Linked DNA regions of Mus musculus: region 1 is linked to region 2. A link is a contact called in public promoter capture Hi-C data. All regions are on one chromosome and are shown on one strand. Each heading gives the region's core, a stretch centred on a gene start, on an enhancer-like site or on the middle of the called end of the contact. The rest is flanking DNA. Distances are from core to core; before and after follow the strand shown. Region 1 holds the start of Disp3 (dispatched RND transporter family member 3). Region 2 has its middle 20 kb from the start of Gm32603.

Evidence for each region. Promoter capture Hi-C pulls out the DNA fragments that hold promoters and counts their contacts.
Region 1: a promoter capture Hi-C map of embryonic stem cells shows a contact between it and region 2, with 4 times the contacts expected there. The contact joins the promoter of Disp3 here to the enhancer-like site in region 2. A contact is called at or near these places in 1 of 39 promoter capture datasets (embryonic stem cells), 5 of 484 Hi-C or Micro-C datasets (cerebellum, embryonic stem cells, lens fibers and 2 more), 9 of 115 datasets of contacts at active chromatin or transcription factors (embryonic basal ganglia, embryonic forebrain, embryonic hindbrain and 5 more) and 1 of 9 other capture datasets (adipose tissue).

Annotation. Positions count from the first base shown.
Region 1 is chr4:148,284,080-148,290,311 of GRCm38.p6, reverse strand. Disp3 (dispatched RND transporter family member 3) reads left to right here and starts at 2,347. Exons shown (of 21, transcript NM_001083342.1): 1 at 2,347-2,589.
Region 2 is chr4:148,191,412-148,197,574 of GRCm38.p6, reverse strand. No RefSeq gene overlaps it. Among named protein-coding and RNA genes, the nearest start is that of Gm32603, 20 kb to the left of the region's middle. Within about 2 kb of position 4,669, at least 20 of the 459 cell types and tissues checked have an H3K27ac peak or open chromatin away from gene starts, as enhancers often do. A contact at or near this core is called in embryonic stem cells and trophoblast stem cells, where this site is marked.

The DNA.
Region 1 (6,232 bases), core at 1,098-3,597, 95 kb before region 2:
ATTTCTGAACATCACTCTGCAACACACACACACACACACACACACACACACACACACACACAGAGTCCATGGTCAGGTCCCCTGCTTCTGTACATTCCCTTTGAAGAAGGTCCCTTACCAAAGGCAAAACTAGAAGTGGCCCTCTGGAGATTACCTGAAGGTCTAGAGAGGGGAGAAATGACTCGAATGAAAGCAGGGAGAGTGTAATCAGGACCCATATCAAATCTACTAAATGTAGTTCCCGGGAGAATGGAGGTCATATCAACAAGCAAGAGTTGGTGGGAGGCACAGCACCCTAGGAACACAAATGGGGTGTCCTGTGATTCTGTCAAACTGCAGGGAACAGCACAGGGACTTTGGGGGGAATCTTTAAGGAGGCTCCTTGAAACAAACTGAGAAGAACTGAGCCATTCACCAAGAAAAGCAGCCTCTGCTCTCAGCTGGGCTTGGGAACACTTTGTGTCTCCCACTGCTCCCTTAGAAACAAATATTACCCTGGTTCTCCTTCCTCCCACCCTCCCCCGTGGCTCCTCTTTCTCTGCCTTCCCCTGGGATATGTTGGGTGGAGCTGGACATTTGCAAGGCACTTCGGGGCTGTTTTATCTAGAGTACCACTTTGGGCTTCTGCTCCTGTGGCAGTAATATACACACCCGCCATTCTAGGTCTTAGTATCTATCTATCTATCTATCTATCTATCTATCTATCTATCTATCTATCTATCTATCTATCTATTCATACTCTCTCTCTCTCTCTCTCTCTCTCTCTCTCTCTCTCTCTCTCTCTCTCTCTCTCTCTCCCCTTTCTTGGATCCTTCCTGCCAGGAGCATTTCATAACCCTAATGTCTTCAGGATGGCATGAATTCACTGCAGATCTTCTGACAGGCTTGATGGCTGGCCAGTGGGTCCCCTGAAAAACCATTTCTGAGTATGTGGTGCAGGGACGAGAACACCTGGGTAGAAACATTGGCTCTGGTCATTTGCATCTGCACAGATGAGTTCCGGGGCATCCAGGGTCATAAGTAGCTAAATGTCCACCTGACCGCCAGCCAGTGAATGCAGTCCCCAGGGACTGTGTTTGAGAAAGCTGGACGGGTGGTACAGGATTTTCCTGTAGAACCCCAAAGTGAGAGGGGTTCAGAGAACTCCCAAACTGCCCTCTTAATTAAAACTATGTATGTATGTATGTATGTATGTACGTATGTATGTATGTATGGCATGTGTGTTTGGAGGGGATGTGCATGTGTACCACAGGGCACGAGTGGAAGTCAGAAGACAGCTCGCAGAAGTGAGTTTGCCCTGGAGACTGAACTCCGGTTGTCAGGCTTGGCAGCAAACACCTGCTAAGCCATTTCCCAGGCCCCTAGGTTTCCTCTTTCAAAAATATAGATGGGGGCATGGGCTACACAGCAAAGAGCTAGGGGCTTTCGGTATTTTTATTTCATAATGATCCTGCATTCTCTTGTATAGAATGGGGACTTCTTGAAGGCCAAGATTGTGGCTTACATGCTTATCTTCCTGGTCCGTGTCATAATCATCTGGGTGGCCTCTCAGCCGGCAGTGATGTCCCTCCTGCAGCGGGAGGCTGGCGCCAGGTCCTTTTGAGGGTTCCCTTGGCTCTCCTTGGGTGACATCAAGGCCAATGTCTTTGGAGCACTGAAAGAGAAATGAAACCAGGGATAGCCTTGGTTTCTAGGCTCTTTCTTCTTTGGGTATCTTTTCAGCAGGGGGTGTCAGGCGGACCTTCTGCTGTTACTGGACGAGTGCCTGGTCCCAGGGGCTGGCAGAGCTCTGGGCTCTGCTGCCAGAGAGGTGAATAGAGGAGGGAGGAAGAGATGGTGCCAGGCGCCTGGGCTTGGCAACCACCTCCGGAGGGCACCCGGGGATGCCCTCGAGTGTCCAGCAGGCTGGTGAGGTGCCAAGGCTGGGCAGATGGGGCTGAGAGAAGCCAGCAGGAGCGCACGCCTGGGAAAGGCCTGGGTGCCCAGAAACCTCGGGGGCCAGTAGGGGGCATGGCCAGGTCCGTTTGCAGAGACTAAGACTGACCCCCAGGGGTCGCTGCGCTGTGCTCAGTCCCTGCTCGCCAACACGGGAAGCTGGCTGTACCACCACGCGGCTCCCGCAGGGGGAGCGGCAGCCAGGGCGGCGCCTGGCGGCGGAATCGGGAGACAGCAGCGCGCGGCGGAGAGCAAGCCTAAGCCGGACGGTGACGCAGAGCCCGCAGGCGCTGATGCTGGAGGCGCCAGTGGACGGGGGGAGGCGCGACTCTAAAGGCTGCCCGGGACACCCCCGCACCCCGTGGTAGGAACCGGGACCCAAACAAAGGCGGGCAGCAGATAAAAGGCGGCGGCGGCGGCGGCGGCGGCGGCGGCGGCGAGTGCTTCGCGTGCGCGCTGGGGACGTAGTTGTCACGGACCTGGCGGCGGTCTGCTCGCCAGCGAGCGGAGCTTGGGGGCCGCTGGCCTCCTACAGCTCTGAGGACCTTTCCTCCTGAAATTACCCTCAAGGGACAAGTGTTCGCCGCGGGGTGGCCGAAGCCCCTTAACCCCTGCGGCACCCGTGTATCAGCCTAGCTCGGCTCAGCCAGCGAGGTGAGTGAGACTGCCCCTGGGCGCCATCGGGACTGGGGATGCGCTACTCTGGAGAGGGGAAGGGTCTAACGTGCCACATGCGCCCGGTCTGGGGGCGGGGAGAGGGGGGAGTGCGGGAAGTTCTCTCGCTCTCAGGCCACCCCCGGCCTCAACGCCCTGAGAAAGCCGGCTAATGGGACAGAGTTCAGATCTCAGAGCTTGTCCCTGCGCCCCCGAAGCTTGCACCAACACGCTGGGGACGGGCTGCAGCTTCGGTCTGCGGGAGCGTGTTTAATGTCCAGAATCATCCTGGCTCCCTATCTCCATACCCCTGCTCGTCTCGGTAGGTGTCTGTCTGGGTTCATAAAAGTTGAGCGTCAGCCTGAAGCCATCCCAAATCCGGCTGTCCGCCGGGACTTCAGAGGAGGGAGGGAACAGGAAAAGGTAACGATGGCCCCTGTAGCTGCCCCCTACTTGAGCGCACTCACGCGCTTGGTGGGACCTTCTTTGAGTCTTGGGCTGCGGTGAACCCGCTGCAGGTGCCGCTGCGTGCCAGCCAGGACCTCTGAAGCTCAGGCAGGCGATGGAAGTGGAGCGCTAGAGGGTCCCTGGGTCGACCCAGAACATCCATAAGGACTGTGATGGGGTGGCATCTGAGTAGCCGTGGAGCACAGTCAGGAAAAGATGACCAGCACGAGTGGCGGCGAGTCCCGAGAGCTAGCCCTGCCGCTGGGAGGACTTTTCCCAACTCTCCTAGGAGACGCCTCCCCGGAGGCTTCCTCTGTTGGATCTCTGTCTGGTACAGGGATGCTTCCTGAGTCTGGGTGCGGGTGCTAGTCTGGTTGCACTCTCGGTCAGTACCTCGGACAGCGCACTGAACCCACCAGCCCCAAGCTCCACACACAAATGAAGTACACACACACACTATGTATAGAGCACTCGTGAACACTCCACGCACAAATCCACACTCCTTTCTGATAAATATATTCCCATCGTGGCTCGTAGGCGCACACAATGCACACAGAGACCCAGGATTCACTCCCACGTGGACAAGCCTAATCTTCCCACAAGCCCCAGTTTGTGGGCCAGGACTCATCCCTCTTCACGCTCTCGCTGGAGGATGCTAAAATAAACCGGACACCAGAGACCACTGCCTAGGACCCTCGCTGATACCTCATGACATGCAGGAGCTCAGGCTGTGTGGGTCACAGACACTGGCGTGCACACACACAAACACACAGGCTCAATCAGCCCCCTCCTCTTCTACTGCAGACCTCCCCGAATCAGAGTATCTGCCAAAAGGAGAGAAGCAGCTGTTAGGCTCAAGGGAAGCTCCGGGCAGCAGCCCAGCCAGGCAGGCAGGCAGGCAGGCAGGCGCCTTACAGTCTTGGTTTGAAGCTCAGTGTCCATTTCAGACTCTTCGCCCCCATGACCACTCAGACCTCTTCCTGGCATATCTTCTGCCTCCAGGGTCTGCAATCTTTGCTAGTGCTCTTTGCTGGCTGTTCTCCTTCCCAGGGTTATCTTTCAAATGCACACCCTTTGCTCTTTCCCGTCCATCATCCTTTCTGGCCGCCTTCGTTCCTTTTCCTGACTTTCCTTTGCTGGAGTCTGTGCTCTGACACCCATGTTGGCACCACTGGCCCTTGGGGCACCATCGACTCTGGTTTGCTTCCTCATCTGCAGTTTCCATCCACCCGATCCTGCCTCTCTGAATATTTGCCTCTCTCTGCCCAATAGCTTCGGCAGCTTTTACTGACAATCTTGGGAAATTTTCCAGGGCCAGAGCCTCAGGAAAGTGTCTCAGGGGGCCTCAGAACCTGGAGATCGAGAGATAGTACTGGGGTCACAGGGAGCCTCATCATCACTGCCCCTTCAGCCTCCCCCCCCCCCCCCGCCCAGAGCTGTCGCTTTGAAGGATCCAGACCCATAGCCCAGCTTGCCCTCTGACACTCTCTTGTTGTTATCCTTAAAACCCTGGAAAGGCTTGAGAAAAGGAAGAAAGGAGAGTTGAGGGAGAAATGAACCAGAAATGGGGATTCCTAGACTCTGGTTTTAATTGGTCACAGGTGCCCAGTGTTCCCCTGGACAGACTTCCGCCATACTCTCAGCTTATGCAGGGCTGCCCATGGGACTGCTTTTGGATTTGATTATGAAGAGTGCTGACTCTATAGTGAATGTCCCAACTTGAATGAGCTTGAAACCAGGGTTGTAACTCACAAAGGTTATGGTGCCTCCCACTGCTTCCTGAGAACTCCTCACCTCTGCTAAAGACACCTTGTTCCTGAGTGAGGGAGGCTCAGTTCATTTTCTTAATAGGACCAGAGATGCCAAGTAATTTTCTTACATCACACCGCTCAGGCCCGGTTTCCATGGAGGCAGGCACTGATGTGGCTGTCTGTGTATCTATCCACTGTGCCAAGCTCTTGTTTCTGGAAATGAGGATGTCCCCAACTACCCTGAACACCTGGCCATAAAGGCAGATGGAGTTGCTGGGTTGACGGTCCTTGTCCCCAGACGCATGGTCTTGCAGAAGGGACTGTCTAAGATAGATCACCAGTCGGTATGATTTTGACAATCAGCCTTGAGTCTCTAGGACTCAACCAAGCAGGCTGCTCTTGATCTGCACATTGAGGAAGACAGGATTCGGCACCATTTGGCTAGGCTGCTTCTCACAGTGTCTTGATTTGAGGGCTGAAAAGTGAGGTGCCTAGAGAGATGGCGGGCTCCCCAAGGGAACCACCCACCCACCACTGGTTATAAATATAGTTACCCCAACATGATGGTCATGGCAGTGGCATAGGAGCTGATAGTAAGAGCCTTGGTGTTGATACCCGACAGCCTAAGCATTTTAACTGGAAGCTTGGTTCTCTATCTCCAGATCCTTTCTCTCCTCTTTGAAGTCATCTCCCCAGCAGTTCCCCCTCGGTGCTCCCTTTCCAACGTGCTCAAGTGTGGGCAGTGAGAATCACTGTCCCTGTCCTAGCCGAGTGAGCAAGCGAGGGAGGGGGCTTGTCATCTGAAACCCTCCCTCTCGCTGCCCACCCTCCCCCCACTGGAGCCTGTTTCTGCCCATGGAGCATAAGAGGCATCAAAGTCTGTCAAAACACCCTCCAAAGCTAGATTCCAAAGCACCAATATCCCAGAGAAAAATAAATAAAAAGAGCAGCAGCAGCCCGGAATAGAAACACGCACCCAGTCGCAAATATGCATGTTTTCCACGAGTCGCATTCCACGGGCAGGCAGTGCAGCACGCGCTCCAGATGCTCAACAAAGGCCGGAGGCAGGGACGTTGCTGTTGCCGGGACCAGTTCAGGGAAGCCAGCGGAATCTTTCCAGCAAGCTCATGCCTCACACTGGAAGACCACAAGGTCACACTCCCCGGCTGCCCTGGCTGGAAGATGCCAGTAGGCAGATGGTAGTTAATGTGTTCCTGGGGCTGTGTCACCAGTTCTTTGGGAAGGGACACACAAAGCCAGTGGTCTCCTGTCTCCTGTTTACAGTGAGAGGATGGCAATGGCTGTACCCGTAACGGCCGCTGCCAATAGCTGGGTGCCTGCCGTGTGTCAGGCATTGAACACATATACACATGCGGTCATATTTAAGCTTTGAGATCTTCTCATGGCATGGGGGCTGTTGTCCTCAGGGGATTTGTAGGAGAACA
Region 2 (6,163 bases), core at 3,420-5,919:
CCCATCCCAGTGGGGCAGGCCACATAATGCCCTCATCTATATCCCTCTGTGTCCAATTCCCCTATATCCAACTGACAAGTCCTGCCAGCTTGATCTCCAAAAGGCCACCCTAGTCTGTCCGAGCCTTCCCCCATGCCAGCTTCTGCATCCCTCTACTCCCCAGCCACCACAGCCATGGGGACCCATGCAGCGGATCCTAGGAGCCACCCTCTATTCTCCCCACAACCCTTTGTCCCCACATTCCTCCTCCTCAACCTGCCGCAGCAACCCCATTGCTCCTACCTCAGGGCCTTCTTTGCTATCTGTCACTCCCCCCAGCCTTCCTCCAGCTCAGGGGTTCTCAACCTGTGGGTCGTGACCCCTCAGGGGATCAAATGACCTTTTAACGGGGGTCACCTAAGACCACCAGAAAACACATATCTCAATGTGACAATTCATAACAGTAGCAAAATGGCAGTTATGAAGTAGCAATAAAAATAATTTTATGGTTGAGGGGTCACCACAGAACGAGGAACTGTATTGAGGGGTCGCAGTGTTAGTAATGTTGAGATCCGTTGCTCCAGTTCCTTGAAAAGCCAGAGCTGTTCCACCATTCGACTCCCCGTCTTCTCTCCCAGCATCTCAGGGCTTCCCAGGTCACTATGAACATTGTCTCTCCCTCATGACCAAGTGTATGTCTCTACCATTTCACTGCCTTGATAGGAATGGGACCATGGATGGGGAGCCTGGGTAAATCATATTGCACGGTGAGGCAGTGAAAGCGGCCGTGGGGAGTCCCACCAGGCTACAGGCCTGAGGACCCCGGCAGTGCTCCAAACAGAACCTCGAAGGTTTAGCTCCGAGGAGTAAATAGAGAGGGGAAAGAAAGAGGCTAGCACACAGGTTAGCTGAGAGGCACAGCAGGTTCTGAACGAGAGGAAATTCAACCTAGAGAGAGGGGGCTGTCCATCGCAAGAGCCTGAGCTGGCCATCCTTGCAGAAGGGGCGATGAGGGGCACAGAAACAGAACCCTTGCTTCCTGGTATCTCAGGAGGACATTGCCCTTTCTTTTCTACAGAAGGGGTCTGAAGTGTCATCTAGGAAGTGTCTGAACCAAGCCGCTGTCCTCGTCTGACTGCTTGGAATGGACAAGACTCATTTTGCCTTGGACATATCTGGACTAATTGGCTCTGGTTAGGGCCCAACCAATTGTTAATGCAGGACATAACCCTGGGATTCATGGAGAGAGATGGTCACAGTAGCCCCCCTGGTTGTGGAAGTGGAGGGGACAGAGTCTCTGCTGACCGTGTGGCCTGGACTCTTCTGTGTCCCTGGAGTGAGGACTGGGCCATGAGCACTAATGGCTTAAAGCTGGCCTTCTGTGGCAGTGGGGCCTCAGAGTCCCCCTGCAGAGACCAGAAGCAAGGGGAGGTGAGAAACAGCTCAACTGAGGTAGCTGTCCCAGAGATGGGGTCCAAAGGATTAACGGCAGGGCCAGCAGGGCCAGCAGGTTCTCCCTGGGAGTCCTCCCTCAGTCCACGAGGCAGCTGCTATTCAGGCTGCTCAGTGTTCAGGGCCTCCAGTTCTAGAAGCCTGTACCTGCTCAGCGCTCTCCTTCCACCTTACCAGTCCTGGGGATCAAACTCAAGTAGTCAGGCTTGGCAGCAAGCACCTTCACCCACTGAGCCATCTTGCCGGCCCCCAACAAAGACTTTTAAAGTCTTCCCTCCCTGTACAGAGCAAAGTGCACCAGCAACTCTTATTAAACACAGCTTTTTTTTTTTTTTTTTTTTTTTTTTGCCAACAATTTTTAAAGGGATTTTTCTAATTTGGCTGTCAGACTCGTTGGGCTGGTGGGCCCTGGTTCCGTTGATAATTGGCTGTGTCTTCCATCCATTCTCTCTGGCCTACTCTGAAACGTAGCTGACAAATTGCTTTCGCAAGTAATGACACATTTATGAATACCAAATGTGGTAATTAATGCATCTGACCTCGTGTTAGTCTGTGTAGACATTTAACATTTATTAATTTCGATTTCCCAGTTTTCTTTCCCCACTTGGCGGCCGATAAATATTTTAAAGGCTCAGAGATTTCTGTGGGATCCCAAAGAGCTCAGACACCTGAAGTGCTGTGCAACCTTCAACAAGGAATGGGCGAGGGGCTCTGTGAGGCTCAGTTTCCCCATCCTGTTCTCCAGCTCTAAGGAAACCTGAAGATCTGATCTCCAACCCAGAGGGGCTTTTAAGAGCCACACTGGGTCAAGGTCAAGGCCAAGGCCAGCAGGAACCGCCTGTGATGCCCACACAGCATGATCACCATGACAGAGACCTCCTCTCACCCATGAAGAGCGAAGCAATAAAAAATGTTATATCGTCAGGCAGTTGACCCTTGCTCTCATGTTGTGGAGTTTTATTCTCTAGTTAATACCCTGCAGCATGTATCCCCTCCCCATTTCAAGGGGACATAGAAAGAAAGTGTGGGAACCTGGAGGAAGGTGGCCACCCTCACCCTGATCCCCCACCTCACAACACTGGCAGCTGCAGTTCTGGGTGGGACAGATTGCACAGCTGAGCACCCGGCAGCTCTGTCAGGGACAAGCTACACCATGACAGCCTCTGAGGGGCAGCACTCCCATCTGAGCTAGGCCCCAGGGTGAAGGCATAGCTTGGCATGTGGACCAAAGGGATAAAAACACACCCTGCAACCCAGACCCCTTCAAGAGTGTTCTGGTCCAGTGACTCGGTGACCCCATCCCTACCACCTTCTTCTACCAGGCTTGGAGCTCCTTGCTGGCCACACCCTCTATCTGATTAAGTAGGTTTGGAGGGAAAAGTCAGAGAGGTGGGGACATACCCTGGGGAAGAGAGAAGGGGAGCCCCTATTGTGTCTGTCCACCCAACTGTCCTCAGTTATGTATAACAGAATCTAGTTACACACACACAAACCACACACTCACACACACACACCCATACACACCCATACACACCCATACACATACACACACCCATACACATACACACACACCCATACACACCCATACACATACACCCATACACACACATACACACACACATAGACACACACACACATACACACCCATATACACACACATATACACACCCATACATACACACACACACATATATACACACACACCCATACACACACACACATAGACATACACACACCCATCCATACACACACACATAGACACACACACACCCATACACACATACATAGACATACACACACCCATACACACACACACATACACACACATATACACACACACTCATACACACACATACACACACACACACACAAACACACACACACACACACACACACACACCTCCATTCCTCAACCTTGTTCTACTCTCCTGGCTACTAAAGAGACCTGAACTCAAGGCCTCAGCCTCTGGGCAAAAAAGCAAGCACTTTATTGCCCACAGGACTCTCAGTCCCAGGAGGAAATATCCCTGTCCACACTGTCACAGTCAGGAACTGCAAGGACTTCAGCAGGCAAGTGCCTGCCTTCTCTTCCCCGAGCTCTGCCTCCACTGCCCAGCTGCCCTCACTGAGGCCCAGCTGCAGAGTGAATGGGAACCAGGATTTTTTTTCTCCATTCCTGCACCATTCACCACAGGCAGGTGCCGCACAGACCTGACCTTCTGCCTGTGTTAGTCACACCAGACCAGTGCAGCCATTGCAGGGGAGTGGGTCCAGAAATGGGGAAGTTGCAGAAGAGTGGACCTAGAAATGGCACACATACACAATGCACATGGTGGGTCACCTCCTTGAACAGGGGCTGGATGTTAGGGAAGGCTTGCTGGAGGAAGAGACAGCTCTGAGGGAATGAGGTGGGGGTGGTAGTACCTTCAGGACAGAGGCTGCCTACAGTGGGCAAGGGTTGGGACCTAAGCCCAGGCTTGCCTCCCACAACAGCTACACATCACAGGGGATGAAGGGAGAAGTGATGGAGCGAATCTAAGTCTCCCATGTCAGCTTGCCGGGCCTCAAATCCTCCACATCGCAGAAAAATGAGAAGCTGAAACTTGTCAGCTGTCCTGGGATTTGCATTTTAAGAAGGATAAAAAGCTGGGCCTGAAAGATGGTACCCTGGGTCAGCTCTGCCACCCTGCCCAGGGGCCTGCTGCTGCTTCTGCCTCCCTCCCTGATCTCTAGGCCCAGCACTTAGACCTCCATTTCGTAGAGTGAACACTATGGTAGCCTCTGAATTTGATACCCAGGACCCTACGACTGCCTGACTTAAAGTTTATTTCTTAGGTAGGAGGACGCCCTTATCTGCCCAGATGATACTGAAATATCTACAGATAAAATAACCAGTGGGTCTCAGTCCCTAAGATGGCGGCGGGAGGTATGCATGGCTTCTACTAATAACAGCGGGCACCTTCTCTACTGTCAGTGGAGTTGGATGCTAATCTCATCCAAATATCCGGGGAATGTTGACCTACAGCTTGGAGCACCATGGCCCACAAACTTGAATCGCTAGATGGCTGCTTTCTTGGCCTTTTTACCTGTAGGGGAAAAAAAAAAAAAAGCTGAGATCCAGGGAGGCTACAGGAGCCGTTCAAGGTCACGTGGTTGAGTAGCAGCAGTGCTTAGCGGTTTCCATCCAGGCTCCCAGACCCGAGCTCCCTGCACAGCCCTCTGGCTCTTACTGTAAATCCTTGGCCCCAGGAGGAAAAGTCAGGCTAGTAGCTCTGACCACACCGCTGAGCGCCTATCCCCAGAGCACCTCAGACTGGCTAGTGTGGAATTTACATATGTGTGATTTGCATATCATTTGCATGGTACTCCCAGAAGTCCAAAATGCCAGGAAATTCCCCAGGTCTTCCTTTGCCCCTGCAGCTTCTTGGCTTCAGTACACCTTCTCCGTAGAGAGTCAGGTCCCTGGGCGGGTCACCTGTCCCCTGCTCGCTGCCAGACCACAAGGGCAAGCAGTGCTCTCTCTCCTGCATGCTGGGATCTCCAAGGCACAGTGGATGCAGCCTGTGCTGTGTGGGAGTCGCTTTCAGAGAGGACACAGGAATGGACATTATTTATTTTAATAGTCACGTATTCATTTTTATGCGTCTTTGAATTTATGACTGGGGTGCCAGTTTCCCTTTTACTGCTGAAATATAAAGTTCCCCTTTAAACTAAATTTCAGTTTTTAAAAAAAATAAGTCAATGAAAATAAAAGCTGTAAATAAATAATAGAGTAGGCTGTGCATCGATACGGCAGAGACGGAGGATGGCGGAGGTGGTTAGAAACGCTGGATTCACCACAAAATCTGCCACCGTCCAGCCAACCCTCCTCCACCCAACTATCGTCTGTCAATGGAGGCCAAAGTCAAGAGGTGTGAAGAAAGCCTTGTATCTGGCTTTCTTGTGTTTATGTGTGCCCATGTGTATGTGTGTATGAAGGTGTGTAGAAACTAGAGGTCAACATGGGTGTCTTTATCTATACCCCTTCTGCTTTATTTAATGTTTATCAATCTTTGAGAGTTTCATACAGAATACAATGTATTCTTATCACTTTCACACCCACTCCTCTTCCTAACCCCTGGACCCTCCCTCCCTTTCCCCACCCCACCCCTACTTTCAACTTTGTGTCTTTTTCTATTACGAGTTATTATTGGGGGCTGAAGAGATGTCTCAGCAGTTAAGAGCATTGACTGGTCTTCCAGAGGTCCTGAGTTCAATTCCCAGCAACCACATAGTGGCTCACAACCATCTGTAATGAGATCTGGTGCCCTCTTCTGGTGTGCATAAAGATAGTGCACTCATATTTGTGAAATAAATAAATAAATCTTTTTAAAAAGCTATTTATTTTTCCTTTATGTATATGTGTGCATGCATGTGCATGTGTATACCACATGAATGCCTGGTGCCCACAGAGGCTGGAGAGAGTGTCAGATCATCACCACTAGAGTTATAAACAGTTGCCAGCCACCATGTGGGTGCTGGAAATATAACCTAGATCCTCCGCAAAAGCAGCAAATACTCATAACATCTGACCCATCTCTCCAGCCCTTTTAAAAAAAAATATTCTTAATTTTATATGTATGAGAATTTTGCTTGCATGTATGTCTGTGCACCACATGTGTGTGTGGTGCCCAAAGAGGCCAGAGAAGGCACCAACTTCCCTGGAACTGGAGTTATGGTTGGTTGTGAGCCA